Regions from separate parts of the Siniperca chuatsi genome. Here region 1 is linked to region 2. The links are chromatin contacts, called in public Hi-C maps. All regions are on one chromosome and are shown on one strand. The core of a region is the stretch at or near the end of the contact, and the rest is flanking DNA. Distances in the headings are between cores, read along the strand shown. Region 1 overlaps tbc1d1 (TBC1 domain family member 1). Region 2 holds the start of klf3 (Krueppel-like factor 3).

Region 1 (5,681 bases), core at 665-3,164, 42 kb after region 2:
AAGAATGGAGGACAGGGAGTTAAGCTCCACTCAGACAAAATAACTGACATAAAGGTGGAGGGCACCCTGTGGGAGGAATAAAACACAACTAAAGTCTAGATGCCCAAGAAAGCTGTACATGTGTATGTTAGGGTGTATGGTATGAGTACAGCGAGTGTGTGTGTGTGAAGCTGAATGGACTTGTTTTTCATATATAATATTGTCTCACATTCTCTCCTTCCACACTATATAAACAATAATTTCTATTTGTGATGGATGAAATGTTGTGTGTGTGTGTGTGTGTGTGTGTGTGTGTGAATTAATGGTTTGTATACAGTGGAGGTAGTTAGGGGTGTGGCGCATAGGTAGATGTGTGTTGATACATGCCAACTGGGTCAGGAAAGAGGTGGTGCACATGGCAAGCTCTAAGATATGCCTACCAGCAAACACGCACACAAACACCCAACTATATATTATATAGCCTGTTCATTTGTGGTGGGTCTAAATGGGCACTCGATTACCTAACCTTTGTGTGTGTGCACATCTGGAAAGGCATGTTGCCAGAGATGGATTAAAGAAAGACCTGTTTGTCTTACTATTTAGCTTCTAGAGAAGCCAGTTCATCATGAAACAAATCTGGCTGCTGTTCTTGTTATCATGCAGAGAGACAACAAATCCAATCCAACTTTGCAGGACCAGGCAGCAATAAAATGTATTGTGATTTGATAACATCAATGATAATATACTGAATTTCAGAGTACAAGAATATCTGAAGTAACTCTGTATTATGTGCATTTACATTTTAAGTATTTAGCTGCCGTTCTTGTCTTCAGGCAGAAATTCAAGTCTTTAGTTCACTTTGACAGGACACATTGGCTGTTGCATGTATTACGGGATGGTCAATTTCACCGCAACGCTGTGCACTGCTATAGTGTTAATGCTTATTATAAGATTAAGAGAAATTATACTGCTCATTGCAGTGAATTGTATTTTCACTTGTCTGTTTAGTATTTGATGATGTGTGCACAAATATAATGAGAGCTTTTGTTTATGAACATGTGAATAAATTGCACACACAAAAAAAGGTTATGTAGGCTCCTGGTGTGTGTGTAAACCCCTTCATCCATCCAACTCACCCTGTAGTTTCTGGTTCTCCCTCTCCATCCTCTGCAGCAAGATCTGTTGCAGGATGGCTTTCCTCCAGAGTTCCCTCAGCTCCTCTTTGCTCCTTTTCGTCCTCTCCTCAGGCACCACCCTGATGGACAAGTCCCCACTTCCTCCAACTCCCACTTGGCCCACACATAATCGACCCCCTTCTAGACAGGTATCCCCCCGCTCTGAAAGACATATCACATTATATCACATTAGGTTAGATCCGATTACTCTACATTAGGTGTCCATTGCAGCAGCAAATAAGAGAATGCAGCAAAGAATAAGCATGTGATTAACATTTATTAATAATTTTATGAAATAATATAAGTTTTAATGGTAATATTTATAAGCAGGTTGTGGGAAACAGCAGAGCTTGTCAGGAGAAAGGAAAATTAAATATAAGAAATATCTGAAATGAAATGTAAAAATACATACACAAAAAAACTAATTATTCAATACTTTAATTTAATTAGTATTAGCATTTTCTTTATTCACAGAATGCTGAATTTTATGTTTGATCATTTTTGTCTTAATTACATAGACAAAATGGAGGAGACAAATATCACATACAAATACAGATATCTCTGACACTCATGCAAAATAAAAATAAAAATGCTAAACTTAGATATATTTGATGCAGTTGGGTGCAACGCACACACTGTAAAAAATGTGTTTGTGTGACTCCACCCCAAAGTACAGGGTGGATCCCAAACCTCAAAATACTCTGTTGTTTAGAGGAAGGACATAACAACTATCCAGATAGCACTCGCTTCTCTTTCAGTTCGTAGGAACATCACGATTCTCACACGCACACGCACATACCTTAGTTTGGCTTAGGTATGTAAATTTGATGCTTATCTTTCCAAAACTCTTCTGAGGAAAATTATAAATATGTAAGATAAGCCACCATATTAATCCTGCAACAGATAACCTACAACAAAGACAAACCTACATACTGTACATCAACACATTACACACATGCACGCATGATGACAATAGTGTTCTTTGTGCCAGATGAGGTAAACATTCATGTATGCCTTTGTGTCTGTGTCAGGAAGACGTGCTGAAACCAGTAGAGTCACTATACAAACATATGGCCCTTAAGTTATACGAGAAGTGAAGACAAACCAAACACACACAGACACGCAGAGATGGAGACGATGAACCCTCTTAACAGAGTCATGTATTTGTTAGGCAAACACAGACTGCTACACTGCAACAGAACACTGCTGAAGAGTTAGCTTTTAGGTGTGAAAAAGCATGCATGCACGCACGCACGCACGCACGCACGCACGCACAGACATCCTTGTACTTCTATCTTTGTGAGGACCGTCACTGACATAATGCATTCCCTAGCCCCTCACCCTAACCTGAACCATCACAACTAAATGCCTAACCTTAACCCTTCAAACCAAGTCTGTGTGAGGAGCAGCCAAAATGTCCTCACTTTCCAAAACTGTCTTCACTCTGTAGGTAAAAAATGTTTCAGTCCTCACTATGTAGCAAGTACACACACACGCATGCACACTCTTCTGACTACATTACTTCCCTAGCCCCTTGCCCTTAACTTAACCATAAGAGCTACCGTACTACGCCTAATCTTAACGCTAAAGCCATATTTTAATGCCAAAGAACCACACGCACATACGTGCGCACACACTAACACACATTCTTGCATATAGTGGCACGATCCACTCCCTGAGCAAACACTCCAAATTGGCCAGAACCAAGTCCCAGCACACGCACACACAAAATGCAAAGTGGGTCAACAAGGCTGGCGCTTTCCTCTGGCGCTGTTTGTGTGTGAACTGTCAACATGACCTTGAGACACCACCCCCCCCAAGACACACACGCACACACACACTTACTCGACACACCCATGACCTCATGTATGCAAGCACACACATAAATACATGGCTAACTCAACCCAACCTAACCTTGCATTCAGCCAGCACAAAGCCCATCACACTGACCTGCTAAAAGCACGGTTTTTCCTTTACTTCATGGCAGTTGACTGTCAAAATAAACTTCAGGTGCAGATTTTATTATTGGTGACATAAAATGTTTCATATGAAAGGGAATGCAGATGGGTGTGAACAGAAGTGAACAAATTGCAAAAAAATATTTTGTGAAGGTTATAATTCTCAGTTGTTGTTGAGACTGCATCAGAGAGGTGTTAATTGAACTGTATGGAAATGTTTTGTGGCTGCGGTTTGTTGAGAATTTGAGAATTTTAGACTTTGGCACCTCCCAGTGGTAGCATAAAAAAGACATAGTGGCAGAATGGTGGCTAATATGGAAAATATTAGTTATGTTAGGTGCCTTTCAGTCAGTGTATAGCCTTGGTTGTCATGATTTTGGAGAATTATATCAATCATTGGTACAGCTGCCTTTGTATATGTGCCTGTGTTTTGCTTATTTCACTAATTTCCCTGGACAAAGTCACAACTGAAATGGAAGCTAAACAAGTCAGTCCCATTAGGTTGAATGAAAATGAACAGTGAGGCAGCTTAGAAGTCCAAACAACACCGGCATCGTAGGTCTTGTATCAAAACAGTGACCCCTTTTATTTTTGGTGTGGAGTGCAATGTATTATTGCATCGTCCCATTGTTTACTTTTCAGGATCAATGCCAGTTGACACTTCAGAAAAGTTGAGTTTTTTCCTGACTCGAAATAACACACAAAAATTCAGTTTGACATGCCAAGCTGTGGCGTGTTTTATGTGTGCAGGAGGAGTCAACCAATGGGATGTGTTTTGGATTTAAGGCAGTGTACAGTGACACAAAGAGGCACGATAGTTGCTGCTTGAATGTAACGTGACAATAATGGGAACATTTCAAATCATGACAACACAGGCCAAACACAGGTAACAGTGGTCACCAACGGTGAATGATTCTTTTTTCTGTAAGAATAGAAAGCAAAAAGATCCTTTGCGCCACCATAAAAACAAAAGTCTTACGAGTTTTCAGAAAAATGACACTACTGATTACCACATCAGTGGACTGTTACCATACCATGGTGATAGCGGCGCAAGCAGATGCGGTGGCCAATAGCTCCTTCAAACTTTGCATTTTTGTTTTAATTTATTTTCGTCTTTATCACTGAATTACGTTATTACCTATGACAGAAATATAATCATCAGAAATCATCACAGGAAATTGGAATGGATGAAATGGGACTCACACTAACCCAGCATTGGGAAATCAGAGATTGTTGTGCCCACATCTTACAGAGACCCGGCTCCATCATAACAATCAACACAATCAAGCTATTGCACTCGACGAGCGGACAATGTACCGCAACGCAAGAGTCAGGCTCTGTGTTTACACCAATGATGCTTGGTGCTCACACGTAGTCAAAGTTGATGGACAATGTTTCCCAAATGTCGAGTTTAATGTTAAGATGCCGACCATATTAGCAACACAATCTTGTTGCTGCTGTTTACATTCACTCAGACGCATATTTTAAAAATGCACTACATAATTATTACTTTTTAGGTGTATATGTATATAGGTATATACCTATATTTATGTAAATAACTGCATATATTGTTTTATTTATTTATATTTATGAAAATGTTTATATTTGTATATATGTTCCATGTGTGTGTAGCATGAAGTACAACTTAAATTTCATTGTGCAAACCTGTGTCGTAAAATGACAAATAAATGACCTTGATTCCTTGAAGAATCTACATCAATACAACCCCCTTTAAAGGCTTCAGTAGGCTTTTAATACCACATTGATTTGCTGCTTTTCTGTTTGATATTATTGGAAGCTTAATTTCTTTGGGTTTTAGACTGTTGGTCAGACAAAACAAGACATTTGAAGATGTCATCCTGGACTCTCGGAAATTGTAGCTGGCATTTTTCACTATTTTCTTTTTTAACACCAAATTATTAATCAATGTTAAAATAGTCGTTAGTTGCAACTAATTCATTTCAGGACAGGGATTTAATGCATGTCACTGAAACAAACTCTATACTATAAGCTGACTGGAGTTCTTACAAGACTCAAAAACATCTCTTCCAACACAAAATGTAAACACCTGTATAATAAAGTGTAATAAAGAAATAACTTCATTTCTTTTGGTACTATGTATTAACATGTTTTTATATGAGCATTTCCCTCAACAACGTTTTTTTTTTATTTCTTTTTTTATTCTTCTTGAGTTTCTTTAGGCGTTTCAGTGGAGTTACAGTGCAACCAACCCAACTATCTCAACTGTCAACACTTGTTCTGTCACACACACACACACACACACGGTACATATAATTATCAAAATGCAGGATCTGAAGACGTGCAAGCACATGCATGATTCCCACGTCTGCACAGGCAGACACAGACACAGACACACACACAGACACAAACTTTTCTCACTGGACATATACTGAGATCAGTCTTCATTGTCAAACAATAGCCCTATGAAAAAAACATTAACTGATAACATCAGACAGAGCAATGTAGGCTCACTAAATAATGCAACAAATTCAAAGCTCCAAAACAAGCACAATATGTCACAACAACTCATGTGCATGTCAATCAATAA
Region 2 (6,386 bases), core at 398-2,897:
CCCTCTTTCTCTCTCACTCCAGGCTCTAAACAGGATAAGGGCTTCATATGCCAAGTGGAATGTGTGACGCAAGCCTCAGCCTTGAAACAAAGCACAGGAAACAGGGAGAGACAGAGACGGAGAAACACACACACACACACACAGAGAGAGAGAGAGAGAGAGAGAGAGAGAGAGAGAGAAAGAGATGTTTTATTGTAAAAGATGTGAAACGAGAGGCCAGACAAATACTCTCACTCTCTCTCTATCACACACACCTGTCACATGTGTGTAACACTGCCCTCAGCTCTGACACCACTCAGCAACACTGAGGCTCATCTCTCACACACCACTGGTTGATTCTGCATCAGCATCACATTCAGCCTGTTACTGATGGCCTGTCAGTATGATCTACAACCGAAGCAATAAATCAGTTAATGAATGAGTCAAATGACTGATAATCACTTAATCATTTCAGTTGTTTAATCAAGCAAAAATGGTAAATACTTGCTGATTCCAGCTTCTCAAAAGTGAAATTTTGCTGCTTTTCTCTGTCTTATATTATTTTAAATTGATTCTCTTTAGATTTTGCATGAAGGGCACTTAAACATGTCACTCAGAACTTGTAATGGGCAAATTTTATTTTTCATTTTACATTTCTGAAACTAAACAATGAATCTCTTAATTGAAAAAACAATCAACAGATGGACTGAGCCCTAACTGATCACACCATTACTAAATCTCTAAATCGAGACCATCTTAAACTAGATTAAAAACACACATTATGTGTTCACAGGTTGTTAAATGTGTTTAGCATTGACAAAGAGAGGAACCAACTACACAGATGGAGACACATCACTATAGCAGATTCTCTTTCTCCCCCACAAGCCTGTATTTGTCTGTCTTTTAATTAATTCATTAAACAACTTCTATGTTCTATAAAAGGCTCTAAAGGCTATAAATAGCATTGGCTCTCTGCTGCCTTACTGTGGGGTTACATCAGTTATCAGCCACCCTTAAGATAATTAGTCATCAGGCCAATACATTTTTATTTTCTTTATTTTACAACATGAAATGTGCGACACACAAAATCAAGAAACTGTCATAAAAACAACTTTGAGTAATCAACTAATTAGACTAATTAACTAGACACAAGCAGCATGATATCATTAAAAAAAAAGCCCACAACTCTGAATATATGGACTTCTCCTCTTTCCCATAATGAAGTCTGTTTTAATACAACACATCTAGGCTACTACCACATCTAACCTTTAAAAAGACCTCGCAGCAATTACAGGCTTTACCACAACACATCCGATAGGAAATAAGACCAGTGCGCCGGGGTCAACAGTATGAAACTTATAACACACTAAAGTCGCCCGCAGCAACGTTAGAGGAAGATCACAGTGTCAAACTTACTTCTCGGATGGAGTATACAGTCTATTCCTGGAGGAGAGACGGTAGTTTCACAGCTGCCTTGCTGAACGGCAAAGGCTCCCTCTCAGAGAGAGACTCAATTAGGCAACTCCGCAGAAAAAGTGACGCAGGCGACGTTGTGTCACTGACATCGGGCTCAGAAAAAACAAGACGCTCCAGTGATCGATGGCTCCACAAAACTTCCCTAAGTTACGAAACTCCCTCCCTCTCTCTCTGTGAGTGTGTGTGTGTGTGTGTCTCTCTCTCTCCTGTTTTGTCGTTTAGAGAGTGTTGCTGTCACATGATCCGCTGCCTGTCTGTTCTCGTGGGGTCGGGCCACTGGGCGGGACCGGTGTGTGTGTGTGTGTGTGTGTGTGTGTGTGTGTTGCACGTCTCTTTTCAAGTGTTCAACTACTTGGAACTTTTCAATCCATTACAATCATAACAGCAGCGACCTGTTGTTAATGAAACTGTACTACTATGTAATACTATTTGTTTAATAGGCTACAATTTAAATATTCAGTGTGCCAAATTTGCAGTGGTGGAATGACCGTACATTTAGTCCTACTCAAGTATTGTACTTCAGCAGTCTACAAATTGGTAGGCACTTGTACTTTAGGAAAATATAGTACTTTTTACTCCACTAAATTTATTTGATAACTTTAGTTATTAGTTACTTTACAAATTAAGACAACTAGAGCTGAAATTATTGGTTGATTCATTGATAAGTCGATTGCCAGAAAATTTACTGCCACCTATTTTGATTGTTTAAGTCATTTTTCATGCAAAAACATTTCATGTTTCAAGCTTCTCAAATGTGAGGATTTTCCGCTTAACAATTTTAATAATATGAATTTACTTTTAATAATTTTAAATTTTGTACTATCATTAATAATAATCTAATTATATAATATATATTAGTATAACAGTTACAGGGGACATCTTTCTGCATTGAGTACTTTTATTTTTAATACTTTAAGTACATTTCCCTGATTATACCTACATACTTAAGTAAGTTTTTAAACGCAGGACTTTTACTTGTAATAGAGTATTTTTACAGTGTGGTATTAGTATATTTTAAGTAAAGGATCTGAGTACTTCCTAGACCACTGCAAATGTGGCACCCTGACCTGAATGGTTCATCGAGGAAATGACATTTTAGTGATGGACAATGTCTGCTTATGTTTAACAGAAACAGAAATAGTGATACCACAGTGTGATATACACTAACACAAGTGAAAGTCCTGCATAAAGTGCAAACATTATTTATATAAAAGCACATAAGTATCATCAGCAAATTATCAAAAAAGTACTCAGGTTTATTGTCAATTAGGTTTTCACATACAATTAATTTGCCTTGGTATTGTGGTGCATAACAATAAACATAATAAGAAGAAAAACTACAAAATTCAAGAATCATAAATAGAAAATACAAAAAAATTACAATTAAAAATGTATATCAATAATATTAGGCATTACAAATGCACTGCTGTGTCAGCAACATTTTACTTTTGGGTGGAAGCTAATTGGATGGACTCATATTTTGTGGTGGTCATATGTATGTGTGTGTGTGAGCGCTATTACTCATGTTGTGGGGATATAAATCTGTTTAAACAGTCACATTGTGGGGACTCGCCTTCCTTTTGGGCACAAAACACAAGTCCCCATAACAAAAATCATTAAATTTTAGGGTGAAGACTTGGTTTAAGGTTAGGGTAAGGTTAGGGTTCTGCAAGTAATGGTTATGGTTAGGGTTAGGGTAAGTCTCCTGTAAATTATTGTAAATCAATGTAATGTCCTCTGAAGTGATGGAAACACGTGTGTGTGAGAGTATGTGTGTGTGTGTGCGTGCTTGTGTGTGTGAGAGAGAGAGTTACCCAGATCGATGAGGATGGCATGTTGCTGCAAGGTGGCTGACAGGTGCACATTATAATTATGTTTCAGGACATCTTAAACACAGTTCCTGTCAACAGTTTAACTACTGATCTAAATCAGTGCCATGGAATTACACTGCAGGTAACCATAACAACAATATATTTATGCTTCACACTAATGCTCCATTGTGCAATAGTTTTGGTATTAACAGTGATTTAAATGACTCCATGCAAACTGAAAAAGTTTATACTTCAACACCCAACTCGTGCTTGAGGCTGTCATTGTTTTAGTTCTCCTGTGAGACGGTGCATAGATTGTAAATTAAAGAGTTTTACTACACACAGTATCACTGTCCTAAATGACTATCAAAGCAAACCCGAACATTAAAGTCACTCAGGCATTCATAAAATGTGTTACAGTAAGAATGTTGAAAATACAAAGTCACCAGAGACGAGCTAATCTTGTTTGCAACATATGAGGTGGAAGAAAATCAATATCAGGTGGGAGTAAACTAACAAAAAGTAAATTGCTTGATTGCTTGTTTATACTCAACAGCTGTATTCTGAATGAGTCAGAAGCAGCGTAAATCAACATTATCATAATAAAACAAAAAACTGTTAAACAGAAGACATGACTTAAAGCTATTGTAGCTATGTATTACTGATTTTCTTGGTCTCTTGGGAGCAGCAGAAACATTGATATATCATCACCTTTTTAGTTGATATGTCAAACTTGTTAGAAAAATTATTTACACATCCAGCAGTTTTGGAGCAACATTATCATTCATTTGGAGTTGTGTTTGTAAGTCCAATATTCACTCTCTTTTAGCTCTGTTTTGGGTCTCTATCAACTCCTGAGGGAAATATCTGTCTCTTTCGCTGCTAAATGCTCCACTATGTTCACCAGCTAGTCACCAACTGTGTCTGTCTGCTGTTTGGTGATGAGCAAGTAGTGTACAGTGGGTTTTTTTCATGGAAAACAGCTGCCCATTGCGGCCAAAAACGTCGCTATGAGAGTGGTGAGAGTGAACCAAAACAGTAAAGTTGTGGACCGCTAAACAATGAGCTGAAACTCGCTATAAAGCTCCGTAAAGCAGAGGGGAGCTGCAGATTCAGGTGATCATTCTCTGTAGGTTCATCACTACGAGCGACACCTTTCACATTGTCACATTGTTTTCACATTGTAATTTGATACATTCTCATTGGGAAATAATAGCTGCTTTAAGGTTAATACAGCCCATGTTAAATTCACAGGTTCCCTCTGATTGCCATCCAATACTGTGAGACACAGGATGACTGTCCTCAGTTACGGCTACTATAAAGCTGAAGACCTAGATATTTTTCTCAGGAGTTGGTGAGCTAATTAAAAGTTGAGTGAATAATGGATGTCCATGTTGCTCTGATGGACATTTGCTAACAGGTTAGCCATAAAACATTTGTAAGCCAATTATTTATCAGGGCTGTGTTGCAGTGAATTTATTTTGGAGACTTTATGTTACTCACGTGCTCAAGAATGAATCCATGCAGTTGTATTTCTCACTGGTGAAAATGAAATGTACAACTGTTGGGGAATGCAATTCTAATCCAATGCATGTCTTTTTGTCAATTGCGAATATCTCCTCACAGTACGCTAGCTGTCCGTTCTGTGTGTGTGCTGAAAAAAATCTGGTGTTTGTACACAGCCCTGGCTCTGTAAATGGGAAATAAACAAAGTGGCTCGGTCTGGGCCAAACAGCACTATTCCAGCCATGATTTGTGTGTCAGGAAATTATTTGCCCACGGACATTCAGCTTCTAGTTTGCCAAGATATGTTGTTGTTGTGATGTTTGCTATAGTAGCAGGAGAGTTGTGAGTATCGCTGTCTGGAACTGGTGTGCTGGCTCCGGGAAACCGTCACGTCCTCTCTGGCAGTTAGCTTCACAGCAGCAACTGTAGCAGCAGTTTGCTAATCCACAACCTAGCTAACGTTATATTACTCGCTGTGTCGTTTTTCATAATTTGAAAGGCATCATTTCTACATGAAAAAAATTGATAAAATGTTGCTTCACAAGGTTCTTCTTCTTTATTTTTAAACGGTCTGTAAAAAGTCAGATCATAGTCAAATTATAAGTAAAAGCAGCTAGTTTTCAATAGGAAAAAATACTATTCGAAACATTCTAGATTGGCATTATATGGTGGACTATAATTGAAAAATAGACTCTACCCTTCTGAGGAAAATTGAATAAAGATGGAAGCTGTGTCCCAAATCCATACTCCATACTAACTCTATACATTATGTACTACATACTAATCCTCACAGTATGCTCTTTTAGCAGTCAGTATCCAAAAATCAGCAAAAAATATTTCACCATTTTATACTAACAAGAAATGATACAATACTTGTGATGTTGGATGTCAGTCACACTGTAACTTTGGAAAGTTTCTGCCAATTAAACTTTACAAATAGACATAAAAATGTTTTTGCTAAGATTTACTACTTTTTTTGGGAACTGTTTCACCACAACGCACAATTGCATTGTGGGAGAATAGTGTGCACTGATCTCTTCCTGTGCTCACACAGGTACAGTTTCACCAAACCCATCCTCAGTGAGGAATTAAGCTTGTCCATCAGGATGTGTGCAAAATGTAATAGAAGACATTTCATTGTGCAAACTTTACAGGTATTTTAGCCAGAAGAATGTAGGGAATCACAAGACTCAGCAGTTACTTTTTTTCTGTATGTGTGTGTGTGTGTTCACCTTCACAGGTGTCTGTTATGTGTTTATTTGTTTTAAGGTGGAATGTGTCATATCATGTTGTCTTCCATGGAAACTCACATACAAAACTGGTCACTGTTCCAGGATATGTGATGCTTCACTGCTCAACAAGGAAGAGTAGTTATGAAACACATTCAGGCTGCTATTACAATTACTAGTCAAGGAGCATATATGGTACAATACAACGTTACAGCAGTATCATTATCACTGTTGTTCATTTTTGAATTATGACAATTAAGACTCAAATCAAGACTTTGTTTAAGAGTCACATTGAGTGTTACTTTTAGATTTAATAGTTAGTATAGGAATTAATAGTTGTTCACCTTGACGACTGAACTGCGTAATCATCCACATCAGCAACAAC

The links. Hi-C and Micro-C count contacts between places; a contact is called where the count stands out from the background.
Region 1: a Hi-C map of an unstated tissue shows a contact between it and region 2, with 2.8 times the contacts expected there. The contact joins the enhancer-like site here to the promoter of klf3 in region 2. A contact is called at or near these places in 2 of 3 Hi-C or Micro-C datasets (skeletal muscle and an unstated tissue).

The regions. Positions count from the first base shown.
Region 1 is chrLG3:16,235,192-16,240,872 of ASM2008510v1, forward strand. It overlaps tbc1d1 (TBC1 domain family member 1), which reads right to left. Exons shown (of 22, transcript XM_044191168.1): 14 at 1,116-1,316. Among protein-coding and RNA genes, the nearest start is that of tbc1d1, 40 kb to the right of the region's middle. Within about 2 kb of position 1,915, the one cell type or tissue checked has an H3K27ac peak away from gene starts, as active enhancers do.
Region 2 is chrLG3:16,193,296-16,199,681 of ASM2008510v1, forward strand. klf3 (Krueppel-like factor 3) reads right to left here and starts at 1,648. Exons shown (of 7, transcript XM_044191161.1): 1 at 1,396-1,648.